3 separate regions of the Zea mays genome follow, and all the other regions are linked to region 2. Evidence: chromatin contacts called from public Hi-C data. All regions are on one chromosome and are shown on one strand. Each heading gives the region's core, a stretch centred on a gene start, on an enhancer-like site or on the middle of the called end of the contact. The rest is flanking DNA. Distances are from core to core; before and after follow the strand shown. Region 1 holds the start of LOC100283242 (40S ribosomal protein S16). Region 2 holds the start of LOC100273132 (putative MATE efflux family protein). Region 3 holds the start of LOC103647128.

What was found. Hi-C and Micro-C count contacts between places; a contact is called where the count stands out from the background.
Region 1: a Hi-C map of leaf shows a contact between it and region 2, with 8 times the contacts expected there. The contact joins the promoter of LOC100283242 here to the promoter of LOC100273132 in region 2. A contact is called at or near these places in 10 of 25 Hi-C or Micro-C datasets (bundle sheath, ear, endosperm and 4 more).
Region 3: a Hi-C map of ear shows a contact between it and region 2, with 3 times the contacts expected there. The contact joins the promoter of LOC103647128 here to the promoter of LOC100273132 in region 2. A contact is called at or near these places in 5 of 25 Hi-C or Micro-C datasets (ear, endosperm, leaf mesophyll and 1 more).

The regions. Positions count from the first base shown.
Region 1 is chr2:154,119,378-154,123,191 of Zm-B73-REFERENCE-NAM-5.0, forward strand. It overlaps LOC100283242 (40S ribosomal protein S16), which reads left to right and starts at 2,364. Exons shown (of 1, transcript NM_001291545.2): 1 at 2,364-3,098. The coding sequence starts at 2,452. The coding sequence ends at 2,898.
Region 2 is chr2:153,848,207-153,852,190 of Zm-B73-REFERENCE-NAM-5.0, forward strand. It overlaps LOC100273132 (putative MATE efflux family protein), which reads left to right and starts at 1,411. Exons shown (of 7, transcript NM_001147579.1): 1 at 1,411-1,870; 2 at 2,074-2,615; 3 at 2,697-2,783; 4 at 2,895-2,951; 5 at 3,042-3,399; 6 at 3,471-3,557; 7 at 3,669-3,944. The coding sequence starts at 1,520. The coding sequence ends at 3,749.
Region 3 is chr2:153,522,518-153,526,679 of Zm-B73-REFERENCE-NAM-5.0, forward strand. It overlaps LOC103647128, which reads left to right and starts at 2,371. Exons shown (of 8, transcript XM_008671690.2): 1 at 2,371-2,995; 2 at 3,257-3,325; 3 at 3,425-3,481; 4 at 3,591-3,665; 5 at 4,137-4,162. The coding sequence starts at 2,537. It overlaps TRNAA-UGC (transfer RNA alanine (anticodon UGC)), which reads left to right and starts at 2,166; the gene lies at 2,166-2,238.

The sequences.
Region 1 (3,814 bases), core at 1,114-3,613, 270 kb after region 2:
TAACAGGGTTACTCAAAGTATTTGAGGTCGAAGGTTGAAACAACCTTGACTCTTGTGATTGAGGATGTACATACTATGGAATGTACGGTGAGCAGTACGAAGATGTACTAAATACCTCCTTCAGTTAAGAAGGTTGAGATGTTGATGGTGTGGTGGCAAGTTCTTGTAGTGTGGGCCTTATCTTCACCATAAAATAAGCAGAACGACTTTCTTGGAGGTGCATTGGACCTGCCACCGAAGCTTCGGCCTCCCTGTCCTTCTCTCGGGCCAGCGGACGAAACATGCCATGAGAAGGCTCCTTCTGAGAGCTTGCTTGTTGTTGGCCTGATTGACCCTAAGATTGGGTCATCTTTTCTTCACCTTGCACTAGGTTATGGATGATTCGGAGACGCCTTAGGTGAAATCTTCCCTCGAAGCCCTTGGTGTCTTCGGTGTATCTGTGTAACTCCTCTCTTCTTTGGCAAAAGTCGTTGTTAGATTTTATGTACTCATCCATCTTTTGCAGCAACTTCTCAAGAGAATGTGGAGGTTTCCTTGCATAATATTGAGCTACTGATCCTGGCCTGAGCCCCTTGATGATGTCTTCAATGACGATGTCATCTTGGACTGCTGGCGCATAGACCCGAAGACGTTGGAACCTTCAGACAAATGAATGAAGGTATTCATCTGGATCTTAGGTGCACTGGAACATGACTTGTGTAGTAACATGCTTTGACTAAAACCCTCAAAGCTGGTGAGAAGCATTTCTTTTAGCTTCTGCCATGAAGTGACATTCCTTGGCCGAAGCGATGAATACAAAGTCTAGGACACATTTCTGATCGCCATTACAAAGGGTTTTGCCATGACTGCTGAGTTGCCACCGTATGAAGATATGGTAGTTTCGTAACTCATGAGGAATTGCTTCAGGTCAGACAGACCATCATAGTGTAAGAGGTCTGTACATTGGTGGCCAAGGTGTTGCCTGTAACTTTGGTGTCAGTGGTGAAGCTTCATCATAAAGGAAATCTTGGAGGTTGAATGGCTCGTGATGAAAATTGTCATGGTTACGACCCTCATAGTTATGGTCCTTGTAACTATACTGATCTTGCACTTTCAATGTTACAAATTTCTTCAGTTGCTTCGTTAATCTTCTTCTGAAGCTTAGAGAGAGGAAGCACCTTCTCCTTGCGCTTCTCCATTCGGTGGTGGATTGATTCGAGGTTGTTGATTTCACAATCAAGCTCCTCGTCTTACGGTTCTGGCCTGATGGCCTTCCTCTTTTGATTCCTTACCATCATAAGGAGAGCTTCATCCCCATGGTTAGGATCCTAGGTCCTAAGGATAGAGCCAGTCGCCACTGTATTCTTCAGCGGCATGATGGGGTTGTTGCGGTCGTGGAATCACCAGAGGTGGGTGCCAATGTTGAATACTCGTTTTCAATTGCTACATGGCATCGAAAACAACGCAACACAAGTTAAATTCAAACCTTCGTTCGTAAATTATCACTTCTCCAAAGGGATAACTTAAGGACGTAAGTAAGAAGAAGGGTGTGAATAGAACAATGTTTAAATAGAAAGATGATAGAAAATGACATAAAAGACTCATCTCGTATGTCTTAGTATTTTTATTCCATATTCCGTCATATCAAATACATTTACAAACATACCTTCAACTTCTTATCACAAGATAGCTTAAAGGTGCTTCAAAGGCTAAGAAGAACGAAGCTAGGGCCCTCAAAAAGTACTTTATGTAGGGTACTGTTCATCTATTTATATGCAAGTTGAATAACTTCATAGTTTATTACAATTATGCCTATAAAGTTTACACACATGATTTACAAATGACACATGACATTGCTGTCTTTTATCTTTCTTTCTTGTTGTACAAGTCTTGTACTCCTCCTTCGTCACTTTGCGTTCGAAGTTTTCTCCATGTCGGCTAACGACTTTGGCTTGCGCCTTCGTCGCTTGTATGCATGTGGACAAAATTTTCTTTTCATTGCTTCGACTGAAGGCTAGCTTCGTCTATTCTTCAATTTAGCCTGAAACACATTAGTTTACATCGAAGAAGAGGTGTCTTGAGAACATTCAGCAAGGTAGACCCTCAACAGTGGCGAAACCCATTTTTCATAATAACACAATTCCAAAATTTTCTCCATATTAATGTAGAGGAGTGGCGGCGACTCCGACCACCACGACACTGCTAGACGACTGGCCTTTCCCATGTGGCCTTTTATCACAAGACATGAGCCTCTAGAGGCCTGGCCCAATAATTATCTTATTTAACCACAAATGGGCCCCCAAAACAACTCTGGTCTAGATCTCAAACGCTCCACGGGCCGCATACCGTTCTAACAGCCGCGGCGGCACCAGACAAAACGCTTCGTGGCTATAAAGGCCAATCCACTCTCTCTCCAGGCACCCCGAGCCGCCAAAACCCTACCGCCGCCGCGAATCCCGCACGACCCCAACCATGACCGTGCTGAGCCGCCCTACCCCGGGCACGGCCCAGTGCTTCGGGCGGAAGAAGACCGCCGTCGCGGTCGCGTACACGAAGCCGGGGCGCGGCCTGATCAAGGTGAACGGCGTCCCGATTGAGCTGATCCGACCGGAGATGCTCCGCCTCAAGGCCTTCGAGCCCATCCTGCTGGCGGGGCGGTCCCGGTTCAAGGACATCGACATGCGGATCCGCGTCCGCGGCGGCGGGAAGACGTCGCAGATCTACGCCATCCGCCAGGCCGTCGCCAAGGGGCTCGTCGCCTACTACCAGAAGTACGTCGACGAGGCCGCCAAGAAGGAGATCAAGGACATCTTTACCCGCTACGATCGCACCCTCCTCGTCGCTGACCCCCGGCGCTGCGAGCCGAAGAAGTTCGGCGGACGTGGTGCCCGCGCCAGGTTCCAGAAGTCGTACCGTTGAGCGGCTGCCTGCTCCATCTCGATTTTTCAGATCGTTGTGGGTGTTCTTCGCTTTATTTCCTATCAATGGATCTGCTTATCTGGTTCTATATCTAGCTGCTGCTTTACCATAATGTTTAGACTTTAATGCCTAGCCTGAAACCTTGTTTGCAATGTGAAATTAATGTGAGAGATTATGAAGACTATTTTGGCTAGTCCCTCTATTATGATTTTCATCATTCCAGTATTGAGAATTATGATATTGTCCCCTAATGGTTTTGTTGTGTAACAGCTGCCTTCAATTTGTCTTTGTATCTGTTTGTCTGTTTATATTCACCTACGGTAGTACCAATCTGTTTAATTCAGTTGAATGAATTGCTCAACTATATATATAGATAGAGTAGTTGCATTTTTGGTACTTGGTACTTTGGTAGTAATAGATAAAGTAACCTTGTGGTATCAATGCCTTCTAAAGTGATTTTGCTTGACTTGCACCTGTTGCTCTGATCCACTAGGGAATTGATAGGAAATGTGTCTTTAAACTCTACAAATCTAAGTGAAGGCAAGTATACAGTACAATTTTGAATGTTTTCACTCTCCATTTGCTAGCTTGAGTTTATGTTAAATGTGACAATTGAGTGGTAAGTCAATATTGCTCATCTATTCATCGATCAGCCTGTCTTATGGTATGAACCTGCATATACTCTCTGTTTTGTTACCAAAGTTTAGTTGCTTTGGTGATTATGGAAGTTCATTTTGGTAGCGAGGTTGGTGATGCAAGGTTCTTAAAACCACTGATTCTAAAACATGTACTGTCACAACCGTAGAATCTTAACTTTCAATTTGCAAAACCATATGTTTTGTAGATAAAAAATGCAGAATCAACCCTATTAATTTAGATCATGTAAACATAAAGTCAGAATGATATAATCTTGGCA
Region 2 (3,984 bases), core at 161-2,660:
GAACGGTGAGAGTAGATGGGACCATGGTCACATTGTCCTTTGTTGACTGCGGCGTCATTGGCAGAGAAGGTGTTTGTACTAGTCGCATTTAATGCGCACATTTTGCGGTTCCTGAGAACTTTTGGTCGAGTCTGGGCTCGAGGCTAGGCCTTCGCCCGAGATGCCCTCGGGCGAGGCAGATTTTTGCTTCTCGTCAGAGGCGGGGCCCTCGGTCAGTCGAGGATCCGTGCGGGCACGGCCTTTGTTCGAGGATGGGCTTGGACGAGACGTGGTTTTTGGGCAGCCGATAAGTGGGGTCTCAGGTGAATCGTGATTCGACCCTACGCGACCTCGGGGAGCGCGTTTTGCCTTATGGTTCCAGCTGGAACGGTTCCAAAGAAGGCCCTGTTTGGTTTTTATGGATTGGTTGGCTGAAATAATTCCTATTTGGATTACTTCTCTAATTTATATAAAATTTAATCAGTCGGAACGATTCCGGATACAATCTCGTACAAAACGAAGAAGGTCGAAAGCGTCACACAGTAAGCGGACAGGGCCTTAGAGCCTGTTCGCTTGACTTTAATTTGTATCGATTTCTACTGTTTTTACAATGTTTTGTTTTTATGGATTACAGTTGCATTTGAAAAAAGGGTTAGTTGGAGTCTCTACGGCTCATTCGAATGATTGATCGGCAAACTAAGTCGATAGCTTATTATTAGGTATAGGATAGTTGTACGTAGGTACGTACTCCGTACGTATTACTCTCTCTCTCTCTGGCCATGTACTCCCTCCGGTGCAGTAAAAGAAGTCATCCTGCGCGTGACCGAGTGTGCACAAAAAGAAGTCATGGCGCGCGTGGGTCTGAGATTTGGACGTTGTTGCCCCTAGTAATTGCACAAAAAAAGATGTATTTAAGAGGAATCAAACTTGAGACCTCCAGTCTAGAATGCCTTGGAGCTGCTACAGCAACCAATCAAGCCTGATTGTTTTAGTGACATTAATGCACCCATATCCCTATTTAATAGGGGCAAACAGGGAAAACTCTATGATAATTAATCACTCCTTGGTATGCACAATCATGTCCTAAACGACTACCTTTACTGCACTGGAGGGAGTATGATGCATGTGTGTAGAATTCTAGGAAACGAGGTAGGCGTGCTGCGGCCTGCGGGCTGGCCGCCTTGAGGAGGGCCACAGCCGCCCCTAGACTGGAAAAAGGAGGAACAATACACGTGTGTGGCCTTAGGAGTCAGGATGATGATTGGCCGGCGGGGCCATCTAGCGAGGAGCCGAGGAGGGAAGACTTCATTGCCCGTCGTACCCTCCCTACCAACCCAGCTACCGCCACAGCTGCGGGGGCAATCTCGTCCGATCCACTGTCATCGCGTTCAACCACGCATGCCACACCTACCCCGGCCGCGACGGACCCATGTCAGCTCCTCATTGCTTATTGTGGCATCCAACGCCCGTGTGCTACTGCCCTACTGCTACCTCCTCTTGATTCCTAAGCAGACAGAGACAGAGCCCCGGCGACGGCGAGATGGAAGAGGAGCAGAGCAGCGGCGGATGGGGCGAGGAGGCGACGAACAAGGCGCCGCTGCTGGAGCCACGGGCGGCGTCGGACCACCAGCACCGCAACGGAACATCAGCAGGAGACGGGGCTGGCGCCGGCAAGGCGGAGGCGGAGTGGTCGGCGCTGCCGCTGCGGCGGCGCGTGTGGGAGGAGAACAAGAGGCTGTGGGTGGTGGCGGGGCCGTCCATCTTCACGCGCTTCTCCTCCTTCGGCGTCACCGTCATCAGCCAGGCCTTCATCGGCCACATCGGCGCCACGGAGCTGGCCGCCTACGCGCTCGTCTCCACCGTGCTCATGAGGTTCAGCAACGGCATCCTGGTGAGCCTTTCCGTGTCTACTTCAGATCTACTAGCTTGCTAGCTAACTACAGTTGCATGGGACGACGACACGGACCACACACAGCACACCACCAGTCACGTAGCAGCCTTTCATTTGTGGCCACACCACAAGCAAGTACGTAACGTACACGGCACACACACCGTAATGACGTGCTCTGCTGTCTGCATTGCGTTGCGTTGCAGCTGGGCATGGCGAGCGCGCTGGAGACGTTGTGCGGGCAGTCGTACGGCGCGAGGCAGTACCACATGCTGGGCATCTACCTGCAGCGGTCGTGGATCATCCTGTTCGCGTGCGCCGTGGCGCTGCTCCCCGTGTACCTGTTCACGGAGCCGCTGCTGGTGGCGCTGGGGCAGGACCCGGCTATCGCGGCGGTGGCCGGGACCATCTCGCGCTGGTACATCCCCGTGATGTTCTCCTACGTGTGGTCCTTCACGCTGCAGATGTACCTGCAGGCGCAGAGCAAGAACGCGGTGATCACGTACCTGGCCATGCTGAACCTCGGCCTCCACCTGCTCCTGTCCTGGCTGGCCACCGCCAGGCTCCGCCTCGGCCTCGCCGGCGTCATGGGCTCCATGGTTGTCGCCATGTGGATCCCCGTGCTCGGCCAGCTCGCCTTCGTCTTCTTCGGCGGGTGCCCGCGCACCTGGACCGGCTTCTCCTCCGCCGCCTTCGCCGACCTCGCCGCCATCGTCAGGCTGTCGCTGTCGTCTGGCGTCATGCTCTGGTAAAATTGAGAAGAGTCGTCACCTATGGCTAGCGCTGTGATGTGGTCATGTGATACAGATTCAATTGCGCTGCTTTACAGTTTGGAGCTGTGGTACAACACCATACTGGTGCTGCTCACTGGGTACATGAAGAACGCAGAGGTTGCGCTGGACGCCCTCTCAATATGGTAGGGATTACGCATTGTGTTGTGTTGTGTTGCCATCAGCAGGTCCTACAGATCCTGGACAGGTCCTAGCTAGCTGCTAACTATATATGTATCGGCGAATGAAACGTGCAGCCTCAACATCAACGGCTGGGAGATGATGATTTCCATCGGCTTTCTGGCGGCAACCGGGTAACCACCCACCTCCAGATTCTTTCTTTTTCTTTTTATTTTCATTAAGCAACACTCACTACAAGTCACAACGCCTTCATCATTCATCAGAGTACGGGTGGCGAACGAGCTGGGAGCCGGGAGCGCGAGGAGGGCCAAGTTCGCCATCTACAACGTGGTGGCCACCTCCTCCATCATCGGGTCCGTGCTGTTCGTGCTGTTCCTCCTCTTCCGCGGAGGCCTCGCCTACATATTCACCGACAGCCAGGCGGTGGCGGACGCAGTCGCCGGCCTCTCGCCCCTGCTGGCCTTCTCCATACTGCTCAACAGCGTCCAGCCAGTGCTGTCAGGCGTCGCTGTCGGCGCGGGCTGGCAGAGCGTCGTCGCCTACGTTAACATCACTTCGTACTACCTCATCGGCATCCCTCTTGGAGCCGTGCTGGGCTACGCGCTGGGGCTTCATGTGAAGGTACTGCATGGGTCTCTTTCTCTCTCTCTCTCTCTCCTTGGCTGTTCTCTGTTCACCACCGTCGTACGCAGGGCATCTGGATCGGCATGCTGCTCGGAACGCTGGTCCAGACTGTTGTGCTTCTCTTCATAACGTTGAAGACCGACTGGGAAAAACAGGTTACCACCACTGTTTCATCAGTATATATATACTGAAACTAATGCTATATATATATATGTTATCTGCAGTACGTATTCTCTCTAACAACACCGGCCCCCTTCAATCTGCAGGTGGAGGTTGCTCAAGAGAGGCTGAAGAGATGGTACATGGAAGAGAACAGAAGACTCCAGGGGTCCAGACGAAACCCTTAGGCCGGCCCTCAGCTCCACTGTGTATCTCTAGTTTTCCACTCACCACGAGAACAAAACGAGGGAGACGACTGCTCCACGTACAGGCCGATCGAGGCTGAAGGATCATCTCTGGGCTGTATGGTATTGTAGACACAAATAATCATCTGGGCTGGGCTGGGCATGCAGGTAATAGTGGTGTGCACTAGTTCTGAGGTTATATCTCTGCCTTGTTCATCTTAATTCGATCTGCCGGTGT
Region 3 (4,162 bases), core at 1,121-3,620, 320 kb before region 2:
ACATGAATGTGGGGTGGTTGGGGGTATTTATAGCCCCAACCACCAAAAGTGGCCGTTGGGAGGTTGTCTGTCGCATGGCGCACCAGACACTGTCCGGTGCGCCAGCCACGTCACCCGATCGTTAGGGTTCGACCGTTGGAGCTACTGTCTTCTGGGTCACCGGACAGTCACTGTACACTGTCCGATGCGCCTTCTGGCGCGCACTGTAGCGCATTGAATGCGTTTTGCAGACGACCGTTGGCGCGAAGTAGTCGTTGCTCCGCTGGCACACCGGACAGTCCGGTGCTACACCGGACAGTCCGGTGAATTATAGCGGAGCGGCTCCCAGAATTTCCGAAGGTGGCAAGTTCGGAGTTGGATTTCCTGGTGCATCGGACACTGTCCGGTGGCGCACCGGACAGTCCGGTGCGCCAGACCAGGGCACACTTCGGTGGTCTTTTGCTCCCTTTGTTTGAACCCTTTCTTTTGACTTGTATTGGTTTGTTGTGAACCTTTGGCACCTGTAGAACTCATAATCTAGAGCAAACTAGTTAGTCCAATACTTTGTGTTGGGCAATTCAACCACCAAAATTCATATTGGAAAAGGTTTGGCCCTATTTCCCTTTCAACCACCACGACCACTCCCACCTCCGAAACCTCTGGACCTCCCCCTTCCTCCACGAATACCTCTAGTTGCATCTCGGCCATGAACCAGAGGCGGGTTTCCTCTTCCTCTCTTGCCTCCACTAGTAGATCTGGTTGTTTGGAATGGAGTGCGGCCAGTTCTAATGCACGGATCTGAAAATCCTAGGTTGTTTGTTGGTTCACCAGTCTCTAGAACTTGCTGATACGAACTGAAGCGGGGAAACTCAGTGCCCTGGTAGTTCAGATCGAGTTGATTCATCCGAATCCAGAGCACAGAGTTGTTCATCGATGAGGGATGAATCAAGTGGGTTGGGGAGAAGAGGCCGAACTCGTTGTCCTTCGGCATTTCGTGGATGGGGAGGTTCCTCGGTGCTGAGGATGAGCCGGCTTGGGAGAGAAAATCATGAAAGCTGTGGTGCCCATCGATGATTTGGCTTGGAAGAGGTTGAGGGAGTGGCGGGGGCGTTGGTCGCGCACATTCGTCGACGACTGCGTTCGGCGTTTGTGGACGGCGGCTTGGAAGAGGAAGAGGATGAGGGAGTGGCTGTGTTCGTCGCACGCAAGAGAGAAGAGGGAGTGGCTGCGTTCGTCACGCGCGAGAGACGAGGAAGGGGCGGCGGCGGCTGTGCGAGAGACGAGGAAGGGAGTGGCTGCGGGTGTGCCAGAGAGACGAGGGATAGGTAAGAGCAACATGATAATTATGGGCCTTTAGTCTCTTTTAGCACCTATGTGAAGGACTAGAGACTAAATCATTTTACTCCATATTTTAGTCCTAGTGTTTGGCAAAAAAAGGGACTAAAATCTAGAGACTAATCTTTAGTCCCTCTAACCAAACACCCATGAGACATATCTGTTGAGTTTTTTTTCTTCTTGAAGATGTTTCTGAGTTTATTTACTCTGCACTCCAACTTCCCAAGTTGGTGAATGTTCGGCGCCATAAGTGATGAAAGCCATGCACAGATTGATCTGAGTCTGCTAATAGCAAGCAGATTGAAGCAACAACAGATCATGGTGTGCAACTAGCTAGCAAGCAACAGATCGTCGGAGAAACAAATGACAGAAAGCAACTGGAAACGTACCTGTGATGGTCCCTGGACTGTTATGCCTTGGTTATCAACGACAACGACAAATTTCTATGATCAATTAGTGCAGTGCAGAACGAACATGAAATGTTTTTTTTTTTCACTGGAGTACACAACTAACCAGAGCTGGGACGTCTTATAGTTCAGGTATATTATAGTGCAACTGGTAGTTTCTTGATCAACACATTGCATATATACATACATGTTTCCATTCTGCGTTTCTAGTGCGGACCTATTTTCTTTTATTTATGTTCCATTAAAAATAGAACCGTACAAGTAATTTGTTTTGCAGAACTTAAACTATATAGCTGGAGAAGATCTCAATTAGTTGGCAACTCGTACAAAACTAGTTTCTTTTATTTCTCATCGAGGACAAATAAAATTATCTCAAATGGTATGAAATGGAAATTGATCATGCGTGTTTGAACATTATTACGTAATCTGACATTTTAACAACCAGGGGACGTAGCTCAAATGGTAGAGCGCTCGCTTTGCATGCGAGAGGCACGGGGTTCGATCCCCCGCGTCTCCAATATTTTAAAATTTTCTTTTTTTGACCTTCCTTTCTCCCGCTGGTAACCTGACCCCACAATTCATTCCTCAGCCAGGCACCCACCTTCTTGACCCCCTTTCTTCCGCTGGTAACCTGACCCCACAGGTCATTCTCAAAGGTCAAAGCCAGCAGGCACCCAGCCCCCGCCCCCGCCACCGCCATTATCAGCAGCTTCGACTTCTCCGGCCGCTCCGTCCTTTTGGCATTTCCTCCCGTCTTCTCTCGCTGCTTTTCATTACCTCCTCCCGCGCCGCCCGTAGTACCGATTCGCACTCGGATGGCGTCGGCGGCGTTCAAGTCCACCACGCGCCGCGCCCTCCACGCCACCACCACCTCCCGCTCCGACCCGCCCCCGTGCCCGCGCCGCACCCGCTCGCGCTCCGTCAGCGCGGCGCCCCGCGCCGCCCACGAGGACTACGCCAACACGCGCACCAACCCGCTCTTCGACTCCGCGGCCTCCCCGTCCGCCTCGCCATCTCCGCCCCCCGGGGCGGCTGCTGCTACTGGTGCTACCTCCGGCCGTGGGGATGCGGCGGGCCGGGAGAGGGGGCGTGAGCCGCGGCTCAAGAGCGGGGGGCGCGGCGGCGGTGGAGGGAGGGCGCGGTCGGCCTCCGTCGCGCCGCCGCAGCGGCGCCACACCGCCTCGGTGGCGGACTCTGCTGCCGATGTCGGCGGGAGGAAGGCTTCGCGGGCGCGGTCGGTGGCCGACGTCGCACGCACCTACCGGGGCTCCGAGGTAGCGTGAACTCTCTGCTTCACGCTTCACTCGGAAACTGCGTCTCAAGAAAAGCTCTCCCCTTCGTAGTAGCTTGTGCTTGCAACTTTCCATGTTCCCCACTCCTATTTATGGCCATAGCAGTATAACATATTGACATATAGACTAGTAACTGACAATCAATCTGGATTTTATATCCATCAAAACCCGGTTCTGGCTGACACCAGGGAATGCCATGCCAATTAATCTCAATTTTTTTTTGTCTTGCTATACATCTGGCAGACCGATGCAGAAGCCAGGGGTGTGGCAAGGAAACTGCAGTCATGGAGGAGCCAGCATTCAGTTCCAGAGGTATCTCTACTCTGGACTCTGGTTTTGAATGTCAGATGTTTTATTTACATGCTGCATATATGTATTTCAAAGGAACTCGTAAATTTACACATCTCACAGGGGAAGCGTAAGGGAACTGATGCAAGTTGTTCATCCCAGGGGTCAACAACCGGAGCGGTTGGTGAAATAGTTCGTGTAGTTTGGTACTTTGGTCAGCCGTATGCATGCCACACGATTTACTGGCAACATGAATACTTGAGTGACTACTAGTGTTTATTGTACACAGGGGTGCCGGCAAATGGATGAAACTACACAGTCAGAATCTAGCACTGTTGTTTCTTCACCTGGCCATCTCGAGCATGTAAGAATTAGAGAATCACTTGTGTTAAAGCTATTGTTGTTGCAATTCATTGGTGTAGCTATGAACTCGAAAAAAAAAGATTACTTTTGAACATTTATGTGTGCATATGCAGTTTTCTTTTTCTAGTGTTATTGCAATGCATATGCCATCGATCCATCATGCTGCCCACTTGTTTGTCTGAGTTCACAACATGATCTCTTTCAATAGAATATTGTCAGGTTGAAAATGTGCTTTTTTAGAAATATTGGGCTAGTACTCCTTTCTCTTTGTAAAGGAGAAATGTTGCCTTTATTTCCAGCTTTTGCTTTGAATTTTACTTTACTATTTTTTGATGTTTGGAAAAAAAAACTTTGCTGTTTTTATATGACATGTCCTTTCTAGACCTTTCATTCATATTTTATTCCCTTGTGCTAAGTTGTTACTTGTTAGTGATGCTACTATTTTTATTTGACCATTTAAACCATTTGGCAGCAGGACCACTCAACTGTCCCAGTGGA